Regions from separate parts of the Oncorhynchus mykiss genome. Here region 2 is linked to region 1. The links are chromatin contacts, called in public Hi-C maps. All regions are on one chromosome and are shown on one strand. The core of a region is the stretch at or near the end of the contact, and the rest is flanking DNA. Distances in the headings are between cores, read along the strand shown.

Region 1 (3,362 bases), core at 62-2,561:
TCTACATTGCATCAAATGTCCAAGCGCATTTCCTGTGTGTTAGAGAGTAACGTTAGTTATTGGAACTAGACCAACCCTTGCTAGTGGTATATGTAAATAAAAGTGTAACGTTAGCAATATACTGTGCAACGTTAACATACAAAGCGCACACATACATTTAACCTAGTCATTTATGACATTTAATCCATACATGCATAAACTGTTAAATGTCAGGTGTTGATTTAGAAGGTATGTACAGGCATATTTTAATTTGGTGTAGCTATTTATGTTACTATAGTATAACTAGTTAGCCTAACGTTACCAAGCAAGGAAAAGATAACATTTTTAAAAACCAGTTCAACTCACTGCTTTGAAGGTCTCCCACGCCATGTTCAGCCTATACACTCACTGTGCTCTCTTTTCACTAATATGTAGTTTTTAAAAATGTAATTGTAAAAAAAAAAAAAAAAAAAGTATAGCCTCTATTCGATTGTAACTGCCTCCTCCCGTTTCAGATCGTACTTGATTTCCCGAACTGGCTACAAATGATTTAAGGACACATTGCGCACGAAATTGATCACGTGACAAATGGTCCGAATGTGACCGAAGATTCTCCAGTGAAAAGATTCTTCACTTGACTCGCATCAAAATGAATCAACCCAAGCATACTTTAAAATGACTTTTTGAGTTTAAATCACAAATGTACAGAATAATGCATGTATTTTTGTGGTTGAATCAGAAATGGACGTTGTAAAAAAATATTCATTTATGTGGCTAATTACATAACATGTATCAGAAACGATTCAAGTGTGCAATCTCTGCACAACCTTGTTTACAGTCAGGTTTACGGTATTAGATGGTATGCATATGGTCTGTAGAATTTAAACAATGTTGTTTTCGATGATAACGGCAAAATACAGGCATAGCCTGAATAATATGTATTATAACTGTTTACATTAACATCAACGTGGGAATCACTGTGATCAGCCCCTTATTAGTGTGACTTTAGGTCAGTGGTAGCAACTCTACTAATCAGGAGGAGCAGATGCATGATTTATATGTTACATCATCTTACATCATATCAGGTAGAGCATATCAAGGGATATCCCCAGAGCTTTGAAGGGGAAGAAAACAATGTGAGTGGAAAACAGAACAACATGATGTTGCATCTTCCATTTGATTTTTTTAGCATCTTGTTTACATGATACTCTCGACTTCTCTTTGACATGCTATGCATGAACCTCAAACTGGCACGTTTATTTCAACACAAATGGATGCCAAGTGTTCCATTATCAAAGTATTTTAAGTGACTTAAAAGTAGAGAGGTCCTCTGTCATCAGAGCCACCGGAAGCTGCCGGACTGTCGTCGCTGAGGTCTTGTGTTTCCTGTTTACTGGCGGGAAGAGCGAAAGAATCTGGACCATCGGTCTGTTTTCAAAACGCACGTTGCTTTTTAAAATTATTATTAGCGCAGTTTCAATCATTTATGATAAACCGAATTCCACATGATTTGGATACATATATTTGCTTGACCTGTGCTTATAGTTTAAAGGGTTTTGAAGCGCGAAACCGATGGAGGAGCCCGCTGACTCCGTCCGTGGTGGGTCAGCACAGGGCCCCACCGCGCAAGTAGCAGAGATCCGCTGCCCAATGGCAGCGCGTCCTATGCGGCTGCTGGAATGGAAAGTCAAACCAGGGTCCCTCGTCAATGTGGACTCGGTGTTGGGGTTATGTGTTCCCATCCCGCTGGAGAAAGAGCCCGGGTCTCAGCCGCCAGAACAGCCCAAAAGGCTGCCAGAGAAGAAACTGAAATCGGATCGAGCTGGAGTGGTGAAGGACCTATGTTGCCTACTTGGACAAGTCATATCGCCTGGGTGGGTATGCTAGCTAGCTAACGTTAATTTAGCTCATATTGCCTATGTCAGCAATGTTTTTATATTGTGCTCGTGTGTAGTTAACTGTGTTTGCTAACGCATGATGTTGCTCATAGACCACATTCGCAGTAGCATTACTAACTAGCCTAGCTGATGGGTGGTAATGGTAGCTATCTATCCTAACTCAGTGCCTGTGTAGGAGCGTCGAACTCCAAAACAGCTGAAATAATCATGTCAATGGGGCGAGTTCGTTTTGCATGTCCCGGTGCCTTCGTAGTGCGGTGTTTAATAGTAGACCATTCGATTGGTCCTTAAGTCAAATATTCAACCGCCCGGGTCACACGCCAAACGAACTTGCTCCATATTGTAGTATGCACATTACATCATCCACATTGGTATCGAGTCGTCGAATTTGCACGCTCGAGCACTTTTGGTCCAGTTTTTGATGGAACCAGAATTCAGAGAACTTTGTGCTTCAGAAAGCATTTTGGTGTTATGAATTTGGGTAACAAGCCAGACCGTCAATTATATAACCGATAACAACACATTGTGAATATGACACATTGTTCGCATGACATCATTCCTGTACTATTGAAAACAGGAGTGGACTTTCACTGGAAATGGCATCTTTATCCCCCCAGTTTTATAATTGAAACGTGATACAAAACGAGGCAACGGTTTGCTTTAGGACCATGCAGATGCCACCTAGCTGTTGGGTAGGCTGTTTGAGTGTTTAAACTGACTGGATATAAAAAATAAAAACGATGCCCCCCCCCTCCACACTTATAAAACCAAAGTTGTGCCCCTGACTGAAAATGGCCAAATATTATCTTAGAGCTGAAGAAGACACCCCTTGTTTCTGTTTTTAAAGTTTGAACGTGACGATTCAGTTGTCAATTTGTTGTTCAGAAACTGCTGACGGCTTATGCCCTGGTGCTTTTCAATATGGAGGCACTAATGTAGTATGATGGGGAAGTGTGAGGGGAAGTTGTTTATTAACGTGTTTGTTTAAATATGGATGTACACATGTTGGAGAGACAGTGGCCATTCTATCCGGCACCTGCATTGTAAAGCCCTTTTTAAGGGGGACACTCGTTATGCTGCGGTCTCAAGTGCCACTTCTCTTCCAGTGCTGTGATTGTCAGAGTAGAAGAATGCAGTCATCCAGTCGTGATGAAGGGGCTGTGTGCTGAATGTGGTCAGGACCTCACACAGTAAGTACACACCCACACACACACATGTATTCCATGCTAGAATTTCAATTGGCATATTCACACTTAAAAAAAAAAAATAGGCCTGCTTCTTAGCTGTACATGACCTCTTATGCGGCTGCATTACGAAGTGGATTCTCTCTCTCTTTTTCAGGATGCAGAGTAATAATGGGAGGCAGCAGGCTCACATCTCCACGGCAAACGTTTCCATGGTGCACAGTGTCCCCGAGTTGATGGTCAGCTCTGAGGTGAGGCTCAGGATGTCATGACACTAGAAGACGAGTTTCCACTGACAACA
Region 2 (3,092 bases), core at 525-3,024, 210 kb after region 1:
TGCTGAATGCACCCCATAGCACTGGGTTGGTTTAGATTGTCATACAATGATTTGGAGATTTGTGCACCACCTTGAGGTTAGCTGGGTGTGTATCTCTGTGAGTGGGTGTGCAGTCAGATTTGAGCTGTGTGTTTAAGCTGTAAAGTATATCATGAACATGAAGGAGTTCCTTTGTGAGGAAGGACAATTGGGCAACTAAGGAATGTGTAACACACACACACTCCAGAGGTTGGTGATACAACCAAGCACTATCAGTAGTTCACACCATGATGTGAACAAGAGGTTATAAACTGATTATAAAGCTATAAAGAGTAGGGACAGGCCAGGGAGGAGGATACTGACCTGTGAAGGAACGTCGCTTAGTCTGGAGTTCGGTGGCTACGCGGACGTTGGTACACAGGTTGAGCATGATCAACATGGTGGCTATCATGACAATGCTCTGCCACAGGAGTGGCGTCTCAAAGTAGCGCCCAAACCTGGAAAGAGGAGACAGGGAGTAGTCAGGGCACAGGCTCCAGGGTGGCAATACTATTCTGCATGGAGACAATAGGCTTCTGTTGGAACCAAACAAAAACTGTGCTATGCAAACCAATACAAGGATTCCCGTGAGAGGCAGTATCATTTTCAAACACTGTAAAATCTGAAGGGCCAAATAGTTGAAGTCTGTTTGTTCTTCAAATGCACTTAGGCTACAGCCTTCACATGCATCAATGCACATTTAAATAACCTGAAACCTCAAGATTACTGCACCTATGGCAAAACTTACCTGAACAGTATACGTAGAATGTTGGCCACCAGTAGGACTAGGCAGACATAGGTGGAGAATCCCTCTGCATTCTGTGTCCGTCTGATGTCCCTGTACTGGGGGATGTAAGGCACCACTCCACCAAACACCATAGCCCCCGCAGCGATCCATGCCACCAGTTGGTTCAGGACATACATGAGCTGCTCAAACATCTCATCTTCCATGTTCTCTATCGGTTATCTAGTCTACCAGGGCACACAGCAAATCATGGGAAGTCCCAAAGGGGCTGCGCAAAGTTCTAGTGAGCTGCACTTGCCTTTCAATAATGTGGTGCAGCCTAGTCAGAGAATGGGAATAGACCAGTGCCTTCGTATGCTTATTGACAGTCAACTATTGGATCAATAACCAATGAAGGGGACAGAATTATGTGTTCCTGCCATAGAAAAAAAGTTCCTTCTTTCAAACCGGATGTAAAGCAGAAATAACTATGTCCATCAATGATGTTCTATTGAACTGTTTACAGTAGACTCCAGAGGTTCTACCTTAGCAGAAATCCCGAGTTGCGGCGCCTCTGTTTCATACTACTGTAACTATATGAGATGTACAATGTAACAAGTTGAATGTTAGGCTACAATTGAGAACATCAACAGTCCGCCAGATAAATCTAGCTCGTCGGTCGACCAATCAAATTAATGCAATATTATTCAATAACAGTTTCAATTTACTGAATTTTTCGCGATTTGTAAAGAAAACTAAAATAGTCAACCCACGAAATGTGCTTTCCAGTTGTCCCCAGTCTAATCGAAGCGACTCAAATCCCCAGTCTTCCGGATGGGTTTGTAGTTACAACTGGACAGCAGCATAAATCTGTGCGTCACATGATTGTCATTTACAAAACAAATCCCGTTTGTCTGAAAAATATAATTCCAGCAAAAATCGAAAGAGCGTGAATTTACCGGAAAGTGCAAAAAAGCCTACGTCCACTGCTCTCTCCCCGCCACACAAACAGAAAGCTAGAGCAGCACTTCCTTCTACGTCAAAATCGTCGCTCCCTGCTTTGGCAACATCTGAGTTTGGCTGCATGGTCCTAGACAGAATCAGGTTTAAAGGGGGCATCAACCACTTAGTGTATTTATGTATATCCTATTGTACTTGTTCTATTTTGAGACATTGAACATAGGCCTATATATGTGTTTTTGTATTTTTATTTTATTCCATCATTATCATGATGAACAGTTGACATTCTGAGAATAAGGGATGATTGCAGTGAGTCCGGATTAAAACATTTTGCCGAGGTTACATAATCGTGATGACTGTAATCTGTTTGTCAGAAAACAACGTTCCAAATGGATGGTCTCTTACATAAAGAAATGGCATGGAGAGTCCCAAAGGATCTGATACCCATTGAGTTCAGTTCAACACAGAAAGGTGCATCATGGGTTAACTAGGTGTCAATGAGGGAAACGCCTACAGCTCAAAGCTAGAACATCTCGGGAAAAGTCAGAAAATTCAGCAACAGAAACTAATTGGAGTTTTAAATTATACAAACAGTAGCAGACATGTCGTGAAACAGTAAGTTCAGCCTACCGTTCTGTAGTCCATTCTTATAAAACTTAGTTTAAATTTGACTACCATTCGGTGCTATTTAACCACGCCTATTAGGATTACACAATGCCTTAAAAGTGTCTAAATTATACATGTCTTTCGTCTAAAAACATCTGATTGATCTGATTGTTAGCCTACTTAATGATTTATGAAAAAGGTATACACTATAGTTTTTATGGAGGCTACACACACTCTTTAGTAAAGTTCTCCGAAAGTATTGTTTCACACCCACTTTTGCATTTCAGTTGAAACTGTTGCCAAGAACGACCCGCAGCGTCAGGGACGCACAGCTTCAAAGACAAATCCCATTGATTTTGAAACGACAGCTGAATCAGGATGACGGAATCCAACTCAAAAGCTGCAAAAGAATTGACAGAAATTGTACGTTTATTTTCTGTATAGCTTTTTTCTTACGCTGATGGTAACATTGGTATCTGAGAAATAATCGTTTGTGTTGTCTCTCCCACAGATGGAAGCGACTATGCAGAATCTTCACAGTAAATTTCAAAGCATGTCTGACCAGATTGTTTCAAAAAATATCCTTTATCACACCCTACTATTAGCAACCGTTTTATTGAATTGAAGCTGCTATTGAAGAACGGTATCTAATAGCTACCAGTTGAGATTATAAACAGAAATCACGTATTCAAGCCAGACCAAATCTCAAAATTGCAGCTATTTTTTTAATCAGATTAAAAAGGCTTTATATGAAAGTCCTAATCTAGTGGATTTGAGAATAAAA

What was found. Hi-C and Micro-C count contacts between places; a contact is called where the count stands out from the background.
Region 2: a contact with region 1 is called in a Hi-C map of liver, with 3 times the contacts expected there. The contact joins the promoter of slc66a2 here to the promoter of LOC110488200 in region 1. A contact is called at or near these places in 2 of 3 Hi-C or Micro-C datasets (blood and liver).

Annotation. Positions count from the first base shown.
Region 1 is chr32:27,870,852-27,874,213 of USDA_OmykA_1.1, forward strand. LOC110488200 (RNA polymerase II subunit A C-terminal domain phosphatase) reads left to right here and starts at 1,312. Exons shown (of 13, transcript XM_021560310.2): 1 at 1,312-1,853; 2 at 2,984-3,067; 3 at 3,219-3,312. The coding sequence starts at 1,552. LOC110488201 reads right to left here and starts at 542. Exons shown (of 15, transcript XM_021560313.2): 1 at 346-542. The coding sequence starts at 369.
Region 2 is chr32:28,081,189-28,084,280 of USDA_OmykA_1.1, forward strand. slc66a2 (solute carrier family 66 member 2) reads right to left here and starts at 1,775. Exons shown (of 5, transcript XM_021560319.2): 1 at 767-1,775; 2 at 343-476. The coding sequence starts at 969. LOC110488207 (heat shock factor-binding protein 1-like protein 1) reads left to right here and starts at 2,167. Exons shown (of 4, transcript XM_021560322.2): 1 at 2,167-2,317; 2 at 2,596-2,731; 3 at 2,820-2,886. The coding sequence starts at 2,687. It also overlaps a transcript of txn4a not described here.